Linked DNA regions of Ovis aries: region 1 is linked to region 2. The links are chromatin contacts, called in public Hi-C maps. All regions are on one chromosome and are shown on one strand. Each heading gives the region's core, a stretch centred on a gene start, on an enhancer-like site or on the middle of the called end of the contact. The rest is flanking DNA. Distances are from core to core; before and after follow the strand shown.

Region 1 (3,571 bases), core at 126-2,625, 650 kb before region 2:
CTCTTGGCGACCCCATGGACTACAGCAAGCCAGTCTTCCCTGTCCTTCACCATCTCCCTGAGCTTGCTCAAACTCATGTCCATTGAGTCAGTGATGCCATCTCATCCTCTGTGGCCCCCTTCTCCTCCTGCCTCCGTCTTTCCCAGCATCAGGGTCTTTACTAATAGGTTGGCTCTTCGCATCAGGTGGCCAAAGTGTTGGAACTTCAGCATCAGTCCTTCTAATGAATATTCAGGATTGATTTCCTTTAGGATTGACTGATTTGATCTCCTTATAGTCCAAGGGACTCTCAAGGGTCTTCTCCAATACCACAGTTCAAAAGCATCAATTCTTCCACACAAAGCCTTCTTTATGGTCCAACTCTACATCCATACATGACTACTAGAAAAACCATAGCTTTGGCTAGACAGACCTTTTTCAGAAAAGTAATGTCTCTGCTTTTTAACATGCTGTATAGGTTGGTCCTAGCCTTTCTTCCAAGGAGCAAGTGTCTTTTAATTTCATGGCTGCAGTCACCAACTGCAGTGATTTTGGAGCCCAAGAAAGTCAAGTCCGTCACTGTTTCCATTGTTTCCCCACCGATTTGCCATGAAGTGGTGGGGCCGGATGCCATGATCTTAGTTTTTTGAATGAGTGGAATGGATAAAAGGAAGGGGTACAGGAAACACTGCAAAGGATTTGAGCTAGAAGGTGAAATTCAGGGTGTGATTCTCCTGGTCAAACCCAAGGCTCTGGATGAGGAATGCTGGGTCCTGTCTAAGGGAGGGTGTTGGCGGTGGTGGTAATGACAGCGCAGCAGCTTCGACGGGAGTCTCACTTCTGCAGGCTTGTGGGAAGGCTCAAGTTCGGGGTCCAAAAGGCCGGATGGGTAGAGGCACAGAAGGATTAATAAGGTCACTGCAGGACCACTTCGGGAGGCGGCCAACGCTGTGCTCTTTCCCTCGGTGCTAGGGAAGCCCTGGTCTCCACAGCGTCCCAAGGTCTCACTAGCTCTCCCCATTCCTGGCACGGGTAAGCGGCGCTGCGCGGAGCCTCCTTTCTTCGCCTGACCGCCGCCTCTGGGGGGCCCCTGTCCTCTGACCTCCCCACCCTTCGCTCTTTTCTCCAGGACGCCGCGCGGGAGTTCTCACCCTCCCCGCGTCGCACGCCCACCCGGCGGCCTCCTCGGCCCGCGGGGAGCTACCTCCCGGAGCTCGCCTGCGCCCCCGGGGCTGCTGGGCCGCGGCTGCCGAGACGGAGCGCGAGGGCGCAGCTTAACGGTCCCGCGGCCGCGCCCCGCCTGGCGGCGCCGCAGCTGCTGCCCGCGCGCCCTCCCGCCCCCTGCGTCATGACGCCGGCGCCCAACGCGGAAGCCGCTCGCGGCGCGCCTGGTCCAGCCGCGGGCTGAGCGCGGAGCCGCGGGCGGGCGGGCGCGGGAGCCGAGCCGGGGCGCGAGCCGAGCGCAGCCTTCTTCGCCAGCCCGGCCAAGCGGGCACCGCGGGCTGCGCGGGACGAGCGCACCGGCGGGCGTACGGGGACACGGCGCGCCGGGGCCGCCGCCGAGGGGGATGCGGCTGCCTCCCCGGGCCGGCGTGTAGAGAGGGCGGGTCCCCGGCCTCGGGAGCGCGGCGGTGGAGGGGACAGAGGCGGCGGCCATGGCGACCCCCAACCTGGGGTCCTCCGTCCTGGCGAGCAAGACCAAGACCAAGAAGAAGCACTTCGTCGCGCAGAAAGTGAAGCTCTTTCGGGCCAGCGATCCGCTGCTCAGCGTCCTGATGTGGGGGGTAAACCACTCGGTAAGGACTCGGGCTGCGGCGCGCAGTCCCTTTCCTCCTCCTCTTCCTCCTCGCTCCCCTCCTCCTCTCGCTGCAGCTGCTGCGGGGCGGGGAGCCCGAGCCCGGCCCCGGCCCTCCGGCTGCTAGCCCTCCGGGGCTGCCCGTTCGCCGCGGCGCTCGGGTGCCCCCAGCCCCGCGCGCTTCGCGTCCGCCCCTCGGGGCCGCCCGGGCGCGCCTCCGGGATCCCCTTGGGACCGTAGGGCCGGATGCGGGACGGGAGGGTCCAATTTGCATTTGAACCCTGCGGCGAGTACCGGTATCAGCCCCAGGCCGTCCGTCCGCTCTCCGGCCGATCTGTCCCCGCAGCCCGGTAACTGGGAAGTTTGTGCGGGGCACGACTCCGCCGGGGCTGTCACCCCTGCTGGCGGGGGCTGTTGGGGCCAGAGTGCCGGCGATCCCTTCCTCTGCGGGGGCGGCCCGGTCCTCCTCCGTCGGGCAGGTGTACCTGTCCGAGGTTGGGAGTGTCTGGAGCCTTCCCGCACGAGGGACAGGGGCGAGAATACTGGAGATCGCGGAGCTTTGGGCAGAGGCTTAGTGCTTAGATCCTTCCCCGCCCCTCCTCCCCTTTAAAGGCTATATTCTTGGACACAAGGAATCTTTCTGGCAAAGAAAAAGGCAATATAAATATGGCACTGGCGTTTAGCATCTTTCCCTACTCCCCTCCCGTCTCGCCCTGCCGCTGAGCCTGCTGAAGAGCTGCTTGGCGGGGCGTCTTGCTCCGCACATCTCCTCCCCCACTTTGGGGAGCCAGGCCGAAGTCGCCGCCTGCGGAAGGGCGGCCTGGGGATGACCGCAGGAGGGAGGGTCTCGGCGGGTGCGGTGGAAGGCGATGCTGAGTTGACTGCACCCGTTTGGGGGATTTATTTCAAAAGCTGGAGGAGACGGCCTGCGAAGGTTGGCTTGGAAAGGTTAGCCTAATACACAAGCCAAGGTGCTGAAGATGCGCGGCTGCGGGCTATGCGGACTGCGGTCTGAGGGTCCGAAATAGCCTCCGGCTGATCTTAACAGCGAGAAACTCTTGCAGTTTTAATCACCTTAGGATCAGGAAACCCGATAGGAGCTGTTGGCTGAGCCGTGAAAGTTTCAATGAGCCTGTGAATTTTGCCCATGACCTACCCACTGCAGTCAATCGGCGTCTGGGGATAAGTGTATATAAGCTTGTCTTCCGTACTTTAGATTTCGATGGATGTCTATGGGCCCTTTACAGCATAATAGAAATGACGGAAAACCATGCTGGTCTTTTAAAAGAACATTCTCAATGTAATGAACTTAGTTGAAATGGTTCAAAAACATCGTATCTGTGTTTTTCTTTCCCTAGCTGAGCTGGGGGAAAGGTGAAACTGTGTTAGAATTGATTGTGTTTGTAAGATGTGACTGTTTTTAAGAAGGTTGAAACATGATTATTTCTATCAAGCCTAATGCCTGATCCACTGAAGTTTAACTTCCTGACAACTTCTTTAGCAGGCTTTTGCAACAGCAGACACTACTACATCATCCTCCACCCCCGCCCCATTTTATTACAGTAAATAAAATGTTATTTTTTCTTATGTAATATGTGTACAGTTCAGAGTTATGTTTTAAATTTGTTAAGCTTCTTAAAATTATGTTGTCGTTAGTTGCTTTTTTTTTTAAATTAATGTTAGTTCTGTATGTATGGATGCTTTTATCTCCTTTGAAGTGCTGGTGTTTTGGTCAGGAGAGTGTTTGTGTCTGATGGTTTAACTTACTAAACTAGTAGTGATAACATGCCCCTGAAA
Region 2 (3,631 bases), core at 755-3,254:
CACGTCAGACCTCCCTGACCATCACCAACTCCTGAAGCTTGCTCAAACTCATGTCCATTGAGTCAGTGATGCCATCCAACCATCTCATCCTCTGTCATCCCCTTTGCCTTCAGTCTTTCCCAGAATCAGTGTCTTTTCTGATGAGTCAGTTCTTTGCATCAGGTGGCCAAAGTATTGGAATTTCAGCTTCAGCATAAGTCCTTCTAATGAATATTCAGGACTGATTTCCTTTAGGATGGATTGGTTGGATCTCCTTGCAGTCCAAGGGACTCTCAAGAGTCTTCTCCAACACCACAGTCCAAAAGCATCAGTTCTTCAGCGCTCAGGTTTCTTTACAGTCCAACTCTCACACATGATTACTGGAAAAACCATAGCTTTGACTAGACAGACCTTTGTTGGCAAAGTAATGTTTCTGCTTTTTACTAGACTGTCTAGGTTGGTCATAGCTTTTCTTTCAAGGAGCAAGCGACTTTTAATTTCATGGCTGCAGTCATCATCTGCAGTGATTCTGGAGCCCAAGAAAATAAATCTCTCACTGTTTCCATTGTTTCCCCATCTATTTGTCATGAAGTGATGGGACTGCATGCCATGATCTTCGTTTTTTGAATGTTGAGGTTTAAGCCAACCTTTTCACTCTCTTCTTTCACTTTCATCAAGAGGCTCTCTAGTTCTTCGCTTTCTGCATAAGAGGAAACACTAGATCTCTGTCCCCCTCCCCCACACTGCCACCATGTGAAGGTATAAGAAAGAAGTCCTATGAAACCTGGAAGAGGGTTCTCACCAGAACTTGACCATGCTGACATCCAGTTTGTGGTATACTGAGCAGCCTTTGAAGAGGGTTTGAGCAGCCCTTGAGTACTAAGATACCCCTGTTCTTGTATCTTTGAAAGTTAAGCCTCACTATGAATTTAAAATAGGATTAATTCAAGCATTATATTGTATTATTTTTAAGCATTCATAACTATTTAAAAATATTTTTTAAACTCTACAGTAATAAAAGGATTTAAGTAAGATTTACCTCCTGGATACTGTTCTTCTAACCTCTGTCAAACACAACACTTTTTACTATGAAAGTTTTATTATTATCCTATTGAGCTTAATTCAACTGGTGGGATCCAAAATGAGAAAAAGGAGATAAAACTCTCAAAACTGCTAAAGCATCCTGAGTTATTCAAGGATTTATTTGTTCCCTTCTACTTCCTCAGCAAGAGTAGGGAGTCAGGGAGGAGAAATGTGAGAAAGCTAAGAAGAAAATAAGCTTCACACAAAAGAAAGCAATAGTGGTGAGGGGATAAAAAGAATAGGAAATGAGACATTGGTGGAAAAGAGAGAAGGTTTTTAGCTTAAATGTCTTTAATAATAGACAACTGGGAAAAGAGCACCAATTGTCAATGGGCTAACGTGGATAAGCTTCACTTACCCTTAAGATTTTGAATGTCTGTCATGCTTATTACTTTCTACCTGGTTGTCTATTTTGTAGTATTATGCCTGTAAATATTATTTCATTATTAGAAGTATACTTTTTGTCTTGGTTCAAATTTTATCTCTTCTTCACCTCTCTTAAAAGGAAACTTTAGACTGCTCACTAGATTTGCCCCTTTCAAGCCCTGGGTTCAATTCCTCCTGTATTTTTGGGGATGGAATAATGAAATGTATGAAACAGAGGCTGTAATCAAAAATTCAGTTTTCAAATATGCTTTTAGTTTTCAATATCTGGGGGAGGATAAGAAGGTAGCTGTTTCACGGATGCGTGGGACGTTCCAGATAGATGCGCGATGTCTGTAACCGTTCACGTCCCTTAATCTGTGCCAATAGTCGCGGAGAGAAGCGGTTTGCTGAGGCCCAGGTCTGGGGCTCCGGCTACCCTACTTCCGGCCCCGCCTCCTCTCCCGCGGTTGCTAGGAGACGTGATGTCACCGGAAGCGAGGCCTGGGATAGGCTGAGGCGAGGGGAAGCCTCTCCCCCTTTCGGCGAGCTACCTAAACGCCCGGCGCTGGCTCGCCAGCTGTTTGTAGGCCTGGGTAAAGGGTGAGGGTCCGCGGCGGGTAGGGCCGCCCGCGGCTCCGTCCGCGCTCTCACTGGACGAAGCGTCCGCCGTCTTCCGCCGCCCCTGCCTTCTGTCCAGGACCGGGCGCTGGGCGGGAGACTCCGGGGCGGCTGCCCGTGCTTCTGACTGACAAGCAGTGTTCCCACAGTCTGCTCTGCCCGCCACGTCCCCGGGTCTCGGCCGACGGCTCTGCGCGGCGGCTGACCTCTCAGAGCCCGGCGCGATGACAGCGCCCTGCTCCCGGCTGGCCCGGCTTCCTCCGCGCCGCCGGCCGGGACTCGTGCCGTTCCCGCCGCCGAGGCCGCCGCCGCCGCCGCCGCTGCTGCTGCTGCTGCTGCTGCTGCTGGCGGCCGCGGGGCCGGCGCACGGCTGGGAGAGCGGAGACCTGGAGTTATTTGACTTGGTGGAGGAGGTGCAGCTCAACTTCTACCAGTTCCTCGGGGTGCAGCAGGTAAGTGGGGCCGCCCGCTCGCTCGAAGGCTGCATCTCTCGGGCAGAAACTTGCAGGTCGGGGCGGAAAGGAGGGGGTGGGGCGGGCTCTGACCAGGTTTTCTCCGAGGGAGCCCGGCTCGCGGGGCAAGACTTGGTCGTCCTGGGCTCGGCTGCCGTCCTCTGTCCGATTGACCACGGTCTTCTAACCTGCCTCAGAGGGAACGGCCTGCCTTCCCCAGTCCCTCACCGCCCGGGTTCCCTTCTCAAGTTCCGGTCTCCGTGACAGGCTGGACGGTGCCACCAGCCTGGGGTGAGGATCCCTTCTCTTTCCTCTGCCATTCTGGGGGAGATCCTTGCACCCTCCTGTGTTGCAGGAAGGAGGAGTGGTGGGGGTAGATCTTTGACTCTTAAACCCCTTCTCTTCCTGCCTCTCTGATTGTGGAAAGGTAGTCGTGTCTCCCTGTAAATTTTCACCTTCCCACTTACCCTTATCCTTTTAAGAGCCTCCTTTCCTGTCTTTCCGGAAAGGTTGGAATGCCTTTTAGTTGGCGTCTGGGTTGCAGAAGTTTTTCTCGCACTGTACTTTGTAATGTGTGTAGCCTGTTGGATTAGGCATTCATAGCCCCGTTTAGAAATCTGCAGGAGCTTGAAGCCTCTACCGTGTTGTTCGGGAAGTCGGAGAAGGAGCCATCAAGTGCTGGGGCAGTAGAGACACTTGGGGTGCTCCAGGAAGAGGAGCTCAGCCAGTAGCACAGGATCGTTTTCTTTTTCATTTCGTTTCCTTTCCTTCTTCAGCTCGACTTGAACTTGTCCTTTTTTTTATTTTTTCCTGATTGCTTTCACTCTGGGAGTGCTGAATGACTGTTACTGAGAGGATGCCATTTCACTGGTTTAACGATTATGCGGTGAAAGAATTTGAGACCTTCTGATTGAGCCCTTCATAAAAATGCTTTGAATAGTAAGGGGGCAAAAAGGTTTTAATGTTTACCCACAACTGTTATTCAGGGCACACTTGCCGTGACCAGAGGTCAAATGTACATTTCGCCCCAACAGGTTATCATAAATGTGTGTGAACTGTTCAGCTTAACACCAAATGGAAATTTACTTTTCAATTAAATATAAATGAATATAAAAATGCTGTTGCTGCGGCAC

Evidence for each region. Hi-C and Micro-C count contacts between places; a contact is called where the count stands out from the background.
Region 1: a Hi-C map of hypothalamus shows a contact between it and region 2, with 7 times the contacts expected there. The contact joins the promoter of PIP4K2A here to the promoter of DNAJC1 in region 2. A contact is called at or near these places in 2 of 16 Hi-C or Micro-C datasets (hypothalamus and skin fibroblasts).

The regions. Positions count from the first base shown.
Region 1 is chr13:23,210,169-23,213,739 of ARS-UI_Ramb_v3.0, reverse strand. PIP4K2A (phosphatidylinositol-5-phosphate 4-kinase type 2 alpha) reads left to right here and starts at 1,375. Exons shown (of 9, transcript XM_060397330.1): 1 at 1,375-1,775. The coding sequence starts at 1,635.
Region 2 is chr13:22,562,251-22,565,881 of ARS-UI_Ramb_v3.0, reverse strand. DNAJC1 (DnaJ heat shock protein family (Hsp40) member C1) reads left to right here and starts at 2,004. Exons shown (of 12, transcript XM_004014216.6): 1 at 2,004-2,498. The coding sequence starts at 2,271.